3 separate regions of the Gasterosteus aculeatus genome follow, and regions 1 and 3 are each linked to region 2. Evidence: chromatin contacts called from public Hi-C data. All regions are on one chromosome and are shown on one strand. Each heading gives the region's core, a stretch centred on a gene start, on an enhancer-like site or on the middle of the called end of the contact. The rest is flanking DNA. Distances are from core to core; before and after follow the strand shown. Region 1 overlaps thada (THADA armadillo repeat containing). Region 2 holds the start of LOC120821033 (transmembrane protein 229b). Region 3 holds the start of zfp36l2 (zinc finger protein 36, C3H type-like 2).

Region 1 (2,803 bases), core at 213-2,712, 220 kb after region 2:
TTAGCGGCGGTAATTTGGCGCCGTGCACCGTGAATATAACATTGTCTAACAGGGGAAAAGCTCTCGGGGCTTCTAATTACTCCGTTCAGCAATAACGTGCACAGAGAACCATCCGCTGCGGCTGCCATACATCTGCAGTTTCGGGAAACGTAATCACAGCTCAATTAGAAACAGGTCCGATGTGTTTAGCGTCAGAGTTTAGTCGAGCACAACGGGCGTGACGTCAGAGAGGGGGGAGGGGGGGGGGGGGGCGGAGAGGGGGGTTTTGGGCCTTGTTGGGAGGCAGAAACACTTGATGAAAGAGGGCGTCCGCGTCGTGTAACGACTGAAATCCCATGGCGGGCTCTTCCGCGAACGTCCGGCCCTCTTTCTCGTTTTGGAAAAGCAGCGAAAGGGAAGACGTCCTAAAGTAAACCAGGGCTTCAGTTTGCCGTTTAGTCGGCTGGCGGAAAAAGATAATCAGCAGTTTTGTGGACACTTTTTTTTCATCCTGTTCTTTGGAAGCGAAGGGCGCTGCAGGTCCAAGTCGTGGACACTGACCTGAAGTAGTTTCAGAGATGAACTTGTTTAGCTTTGCTACACCGAGACGATAACAGCAGGAATCTGAAATGTGGGAACAACAAGAGGTGTCCTCAGCTGCGCGCCGCGAGGCCTCAGGAAGGAGTTTGAGAGTCAAAGCAAAGGGAGTAACACCAAAGACTAAACCAAACACATGAGGTACAGCTGATAGCACAGCGGGGAGGAGAAGGTTAGAGGCGGAGGTTCCGTGTGAAACGCACACGTTTAAACAGTGATATTTCATTAAAAAGGTTTCATTCAACACGGTCAGAAGTAAACCGGACCAATCGATCCTGTGAAAAACAATTCCAAAATGTTCCGTCTCTTTGGCGCGACGGGGAATCCGTAGATTAATCGCCTGTCACCTGGTAAAAGGGAAGTGAGACTTCAACCGAAGTACTGAACTAGAAGCAGAGAAGCTTTAACAATGAAAATAGTTTATTCATTAGCGGCTTTGTTTTTTGCTCTCCGATATTGGGAGCTCTTCTGGACAAATAAAAAAATCTGTTCTATGCAAAGATCTTATCGTTTCCCAATTTTCCTTTTTCTTTAAATAACAGTCATTTGAGTTCCCGCGGTGCATCTCAAATGCAACCCAAATCCCCTCTGCAGTTTAAATCAAATATATAATAAAATTAAAAAGGTTACCAACAGATGTTAAAGAACCAAACGAACTGTGACTCTGTAACCGTGGTTCTAGTATGAACCCTCACTTATTCTCTGACGCTCCCCGGCCGGCCCGTTTGGGTGGCGCAATGCGCCGAGATACTGTGGGAGGTCGGACAGCTGAGATCTGGTTCCTTGGGAAAAATCTGAAAAAAATTTTAACAAGGGGTCGAAGGGAGTGAGGGGGATTGCGAAAGAGCCGGTTTCGGAGAGCGTTCAATTAATTGGATCCATATTAAGATAAGGCCGCCCGGGGAGCGGCTGGACGGGCAGCGGAGGAGTTCGGGACCAGCCGACAGAGATGAAGCCAAGAGGGGGAGGATGAAAAAGAAAAAAGAAAAAGTCAACTAAATCTCGACGAGACATCTACTTTGTCTGGTCGTAAAGTCTTATTCTTTGAGCAAACAGTTGAGAAAGTGATACCTTGGGGAGGGAACAGCTCACACAACGCTACTCGACTAGAGAAAGACGCTCATAGTTCATGTTCCCACAATCAAGTTGCACAAACTTTCCCCTCTTCCTCCTGCTGCTTCATCAGCTTAAGAAAACAAACAGAGCCGTATCGTACAAGTAACAGACCTATAACGGGATATGAAAAGCTGTGTGTGTGTGTGTGTGTGTGTGTGTGTGTGTGTGTGTGGATTAGAGGAGGACCACCTCACCTTTCCACCGTGGCAGCAGCCTCCTCCAGCTGGTTCAGGAGGAACGGATAGAGAGCTGGAAACCGGGTGAAGAACTCTCGGCCGGTCATCCTGAGACGACACAGAGAAGAATTTATTAGTGACCAGTAAGAAAGCTCCTCGGCATCCACTATCCAGGGCAACGACTCTCAAAGAGCCCTTTTTTTAGGGCACACGAGTACTTTACTTTTTTAATCTTATTCGGGGACTTTGGGGGCTCCATAGTTCATTCTAAATTATTGAAATAGAATTCATTCAAGTGTTTACCACGGTCACCATTTCCGTCAGCATGATAACATTAGCTAATGGGCAGGCCAATGCTAAATGAAAAGTTCTGCCGTTTCCTCCTGAAGTGAAATGTGTGTGTAGTGTCATAGAAACCACATTAACAATCCCGCCACTATTACAAAGAAGCAACTGCTGGGGGAAAATCCCTGTCAACGGAGAGCGGAACCAATCACGTGTAATTCAATGGGCTTACAGCCGTGATTAAATCTCAGATTGTCCTAATAGTAGGAGAGAGAGGGAAGTCAATAATATGATAACCTATATATTTTATATCTGGCGGTCTCTGGGCCAGTTTTTTTTTTTTTTTTTTTTAACTTGAATTTAACTCTGGTCTAAATCAGGTCCGCCAACCACGCGATCACAAGCCTGGAGAGATCGCAGAGGGCCTCAGTCACCACTGACTCTCACACACTCACACTCACACACACACACACACACACACACACACACACACACACACACACACACACACACACACTCACTCACTCACTCACTCACTCACTCACTCACTCACTCACTCACTCACTCACTCACTCACTCACACTCTCACACTCTCACACACACACACACACACACACACACACACACACACACACACACACACACACACA
Region 2 (2,782 bases), core at 252-2,751:
CTGTGCCGGTACCTGTCTCAATAAACACGTTATTTGCACCGCCTTCTTTTTCATGAGATTTCCAAAATGTGGCAAAAAGCAGAGATGGATCACTAAAAAGGTTAACATGTCGAGAGTCTTTATGTCTTAAAATACTATTAAGTGGAACAATTTAATTGTGCCAGGTCGGGAGGAGGAGTGAGGATCCATCGAGTGTCTGACCCTTAAACACATGAGATATGATAATAAGTTAAGGAAAACCTTAACAAAACGACCATCTGTATGTACGTTGTACTTCCCTATAGTTTCCCTGCTTGAATAGGAGTGTAACTTGTCCTCGCTCTATTTGTTAGTAAAGATGGGAAGTAGTGAGCATACTTCTGCATAGATTACACCTTGTGGGAGAGTTTATAAACACGGGTTTTGACATATTCTTGCCATTGCACATTTTCCCCCTCTTTTCATTTGAGGAGGCATGGCGGGAAAAAACCCTTTTCTTCGTCCTGTGAGTAATTGGTAACAACTGATGATTTAGAGGGAGAATTCCTTTAAAAGAGCCGAGAGGTCGTTCATTTTGGACACAGCAGGTCCGAGCTAATCGCTGCGCCAAACTAAACCGATCCTCTCGTCTCGCTCTTTGAGAGAAAACAAATAAGTTAAGTAGACTCTGTTAAAACAAGGTTAAAACACTTAATAAAAGTCATTCTAATTCACCCTTATTGGTGATGAACAACATATATTTGCATGAACATTAATGACTATTTTACTCTAGTTCTTGGTTTCTGTGTCTAAAAAAACTGACAGTTAACTTCAGTTTTCGTAACTTGAATTTTATTGGCTTATTCACGCAGGGACTATAAGTGTTTTCTTTCTAGATTTTCTTCTCCACGTTATAATACTGGCTCCTCAGTGAGAATGCAACCCTGTTCCGTCCCACGGTGTACATGCTCTACTTTGGATTAACGGGTTTACAGCCCAGTTTAGCTCAGTGAAAGTCTCTGATAATCTTTAACAGCGCTTCAACAAAATTTCTCTCATTAACCACAAAAGACCCGGGGTGATGGTTCCTGTCATAATCATTTACCCTGTAACTCTAGTAGTTGGCAGACTTTAACTGAGATTAGGATGCAATGCCAACAGACACCATATTATTCCTCAAAGTGGGACCTAAAAAAGTCAAACACAATCATACTTCTCACCTGGGTCATTACTACCTAGTGCTCTCCTGGCATTGCGCTTTCTCGCCTCCATCCTCGTGCAGCATATGGGTCCCTGTGCCTTTGTAATCCCTTTGCTCCCCTGTGTGTGTGTGTGTGTGTTAGCGTGAGAGGATCTTGAGCTAAACATTAAGCGGCTCCGTGTTATGACAGCGATGCCTCTGTCACAGGCTGAGGTCTTGAACCAAGGGATGGACCCGGAAGCGAAAGCCGGGATCCACCTGGAGGACAAAAACGTCCATGCGCGGCAATGAACTGACATGGGGAGGCTGCGTGAGTCGTCTCTGTAGGGAAGTGCAGTGTGTGTTTGACGTGTGAGGGTGAAGGCAAAGGGTTATCAGTGAGCCGCAGCAGCTGGGTGTGTCAGAGAAGACACACACACACACACACAGACACACTTATTGATGACATTGTAGCTACAGTATTCTTCAGTAGTTTTCAAAATGTTGGTTCCCGACCTGCAAACGGTTGTGATAAATATTTGATTATATCGGAGTGATGTCTTCTAGTTGTTGTAAGTTATTGCATGTCTGCATGTTGCGCTAAGGCCTCTGTAGAAGGTAGAGTCTGAATTTCAATGACTTCATTTTAAATGTTTGTGTGATTTAATGAGGTAAATAAGATAAATGCAACATTTAGTTAATAGTCACTGTAAATGTTGTTTTTACATTCATCTACTTTAAGCAGCTTAATAGTAAAGAGATTAACTATATAAAGATTGTTAATCATTGTTCATCTGCAATTAATAAGGTAAACAAGATCTTGTGAAGCTGCCACTTCAAACACGAACACCCACGCAACATAAATATGGATGCAGTTTTCACACAGTTTCACACATGCACAGCGTACAGTTTAACCATAAAGTCTCTCCGGGAGCAGATGTCCGTCCACATATTTGGCCTCTGCCGCGTCCTGTGTGTTTGCTCTGTGTGTACTCTAATAAAACAGTTCGATGAACGGTGGACCTTCAGATCAGAGTCCAGTGATTCTAGCAAACACACCTTTAGGGCCCGGAAGAACGCCGCTGTACACAAGTCAATGACCATAAAGTTATCGAGTAGACAAAGGTCGGACTCTTCGCACATTGGTGAGCCGGGCGGACACAGCGTGTGTTGCATTGGTGGATGCTGAATTACCACCAAAGAATATTTGTTTAAGGAAATGAACATTCTCTATCTTAGAGCAGAGTGCTTTCACCTGTTGCTCTTTTCAGGTCACATGTGTGCTAAATTCAACACATTCAATTTGAAATGATCTTGAAATCTATTGAAAGGAACAAAAATCAGGTGTTCAAGATGGGAAGAAACAGGCTGTTATGAGATGTGAAGTTATCCTACAAGATAAGAGTTTATGAGATGTGAGAACATATTATGAGGCAAAAGATAGTATTTTACACTGCTGACAGCGCTCTACAATTGTCAATGTTTCAGTATGATTGTGATTCAGTATGATTGTGATCACCATTTGTGTGTATTTGAAATTCAGTATTTTTTTTTCTATAAAACACGTTTTATTTTGAAAATATTGAGGACTGCGGGTCCCTTTTCCCTCGTAGTGGCCACGAGCTACGTTAGATATCATAAGCT
Region 3 (3,118 bases), core at 181-2,680, 180 kb after region 2:
CTGTCCCTCTGGGTGTAGCCGAGCTGCGGCGGCAGCGAGTCCCGCTGGCCGTAGCTGCACAGGTCGCGGACCGAGCGGGACTCGCCCAGCTGCATGTTGGCGTTGGTGGCCGGCGCGGGCCGCCGCTCGTCGGCGTTGTGGATAAAGTGACACCGGGGGCCGTACGGGCAGAAGCCGATGGTGTGGAAGGTGCGGCACGGCTCGGTTTTGTACTTCGGGTGGCGGGACAAGCTCCGCAGCTCGTGGTAGCCGTGAGCGAACTGGCACTTCTCCCCGTACTTGCACGAGCCGTTCTCCTCGAAGGGCCGGCACAGCTCGGTCTTGTAGCGGGTGGAGTTGATCTGAGAGCCGGGCTTCTGCTGCAGCACGCCCCGGTCCCCGTTGTCGCTGTACGCGCGGTCGCGGAACTTGTTCTCCTTGTTCATGAGGGCCGTGGCGGCGCTGCTGCTGCTGCTGCCGCCGCCGTTCGGCGTGTTCTCCTTCAGGCTGCCGTAGGAGCCCATCGAGTACTTGTTGCCGTTGTTCAGCGCCTCCAAGTTGCTGGTTGAGTTTCTGCGGAAAAATCCCGGAGAGAAAGGGCCGGAGCCCGGAGACGTGACCGGGGCCCCGACGGCTTTCTTGTCCAGCATGCTGTTGATGTGGAGGGCGTTCATGTTCATGCTTTTATCTTGCTGTACGGGAGAGAAAGACACAAGTTAGCAGTGCACGGCTGGCAGCAAATTGACACAATGTTTCCACCACATGACGCCGCAACAAGTTGATGCAGTCGAACAACTTTGCGGCGTTGATGCAGCGCGCGCGCCCGCGCCCCCCGGTAACGCGCCCGAGCTTTACCTTGTAGAGCAAGTCCATGTCGTAGAACGCGGACAAGACGGTCGCAGACATCTCGTTTCCCCAAGCGTGCTGCCGCACTCCCTCTTTCATGGAGGACCGAGCGGGGTCCCTGAACGCGGCGTGCGGAAGCGGTAGTTTGTGCCACGACTGGTTTTGGTTGAGGGAAAAAGTTGCCGTTAAAAAGTTCGTGTGCAGTTTTTAAGTCCGCAGAAGTTTGGAGGAGGATAAGAAGAAACACACAAAAAAAACCAACAACCAGCAGGGGGGTTGGTTTGGTGCTGTGGGGTCGGAGGTGGCTTTATGTCCTCCCCTCGAGAAGCGCGGAGCCAGAGTGCTTCACTGTGCGCTGCAGCCTTTTTGCGTGGGTATAAATGCCTGGCGGCGGCCGGGGAGGGGCGAGCTGAAGTCGGTGCGAAGTTTTGCGAGGAGCCGCCTCTTCCCCCCCTCCCGGAGAAAAGCTCCTCTCACCGGTTGGCCGCCTATTCTCCTTCACCACGCCTTGAAATCCAACCCCAGCACCCCCCCCCCCCCCCCCTCTCCCTTCCCGCACACACACACACACTTTTAATCACACAACCAATTTTGTGGAAGTTTATCTTTTATTTTTTTGTTACTACTTCTTCTTCGGCCGACTCGCTGAGAAAGAATGCAGAAACACATGGTGGGGGTCTACTGCGCATGCGCGCTGCTCTACAGGAACAAATTAACCGTACGCACATCCTCCCCTGGGTCACACGTTGTGCCTTGCTCAAAGGCAACTTCTCCGACCCCCCCGAAAAAAAAGAAAAAACCGACCAGTGCCAGGCCACCCTTCTCCACCTCTGGACCACCACACTAGGAAGCTGACACATGCATTTGTAATGGAAGGAAACTGTGCCTCTCCCTCCCTGTGATGGGGTGAGACCACAAGTATGAGGGGAGAGGAGTCCAGGCAGAGTGCAAGCACCAATTTATAGCAGCGAGCGCGTTGCGTAGTGGACTTCCACAGGGCAACAGCGGCCTATTCCTGGTCCACTACACATGGCAGAGGAGACATGTCCATGGCCGTCGGCAGCGCGTGACCTTTTTATGCTACTCATTCAAACTAAACATCGATAGGATTTTGTCTCGATTCAGAAATCGATTGGAAAAGAACGAGCTAACGCGCTGAGCGCAAAGCGGATACGCTTCGGTTACAATCTTCTTTTTGAGCCACTCTTGAAGTTTCTCCATGACTTGTTTTTCCCCCCCAATCTCAGGCCCGACTGCAAGAATGCGGTTTGTAAATGTGTCGCAGCGGAGCAACGCTGCCCCCGCGAGGCCAAGAGGGGAACTGCGTGCCCAAACGGACTCTGGCTCCCCCTGCTGGCCGCAGCTGGCTCAGGCCTAAAGGCCCATTTGGATCCCCTTTAGCGGTGATTGTAGAGAAAGTGACTTTTTTTATGTCGTTTGTTTTTGCCACAGCAGAAGCCCCCAGACATAGTGGGTGTTTTGTGTCACCCTCCTCTTTGTTAATCAAAGAACGCGCTGCAGTTGGCCTGACGTAACGTTCGCAGGGTGGCAGAATGTTCACATGGAAATGTCAAACTACTACGCTGCACTCTGGGAGTTGTCAAGTTGAGAAGAATAAATCCCACAGTGGAAAGATTGCAGCGCTGGCAGCAGAAGGACGAGACTTACATCAGCGAGCCGACAGCGGGGTGTAAAAACGCTGTGCGACACGGATCTGCAGAAATTTCCAGGTTCTGCGACACTAGTAACCATGAAGCTTTTCAAGTCAAAGAATAGTTCTACATTCTTTTTTTTTAAATAAACAATTTTTCTCTCCATGACATGATTCAATATTTCTTCAAGTGCTGTACGGTTTGTGATGCCGGGGGGGACACATGCGAAAAACAAGTGACATAAGAGCTTGGAATCTACTACTACCAACCCTAAAATTAGTCTTGAGGGCTGCCCCAGGACTATTTGCTTGGCCAGTTGTGATAAATAGTTTAATGGGAAGAACAGACACGCCGAGGCTGCTGAGAAAATCCCTTCAACATGTCCTCGTCCGCAGTAACCGCTCTCCTCCATCACGGCTCTGTTCCGTTAAAGCGTTCATCTATGGGGGGGCGTTAAGATGTTCCAAAACATTACGTCAGTTTTACTGTAACAGGGAACATGGCTACCAGGGAAGGAGAAGGGTCCGGCTGTGTGAGAGGGCAACACACAAATTCATGTGTACAAACACACACGCATACACACACAGGACAGTAGTCCATTGTGCCGTCCTCCTAATTACATAACCAGGAAAAGTAGAGGG

The links. A called contact is a pair of places that touch in the nucleus more often than the background predicts.
Region 1: a Hi-C map of skeletal muscle shows a contact between it and region 2, with 5 times the contacts expected there. The contact joins the enhancer-like site here to the promoter of LOC120821033 in region 2. A contact is called at or near these places in 3 of 6 Hi-C or Micro-C datasets (skeletal muscle, tail fin and whole body).
Region 3: a Hi-C map of skeletal muscle shows a contact between it and region 2, with 6 times the contacts expected there. The contact joins the promoter of zfp36l2 here to the promoter of LOC120821033 in region 2. A contact is called at or near these places in 4 of 6 Hi-C or Micro-C datasets (skeletal muscle, tail fin and whole body).

What each region holds. Positions count from the first base shown.
Region 1 is chr6:6,408,054-6,410,856 of fGasAcu3.hap1.1, forward strand. thada (THADA armadillo repeat containing) reads right to left here. Exons shown (of 38, transcript XM_078103924.1): 27 at 1,887-1,976. Among protein-coding and RNA genes, the nearest start is that of thada, 22 kb to the right of the region's middle. Within about 2 kb of position 1,463, at least 1 of the 9 cell types and tissues checked has open chromatin away from gene starts, as enhancers often do.
Region 2 is chr6:6,191,484-6,194,265 of fGasAcu3.hap1.1, forward strand. It overlaps LOC120821033 (transmembrane protein 229b), which reads right to left and starts at 1,502. Exons shown (of 2, transcript XM_040179377.2): 1 at 1,179-1,502; 2 at 1-12. The coding sequence starts at 1,458.
Region 3 is chr6:6,369,334-6,372,451 of fGasAcu3.hap1.1, forward strand. zfp36l2 (zinc finger protein 36, C3H type-like 2) reads right to left here and starts at 1,431. Exons shown (of 2, transcript XM_040179111.2): 1 at 835-1,431; 2 at 1-671. The coding sequence starts at 924.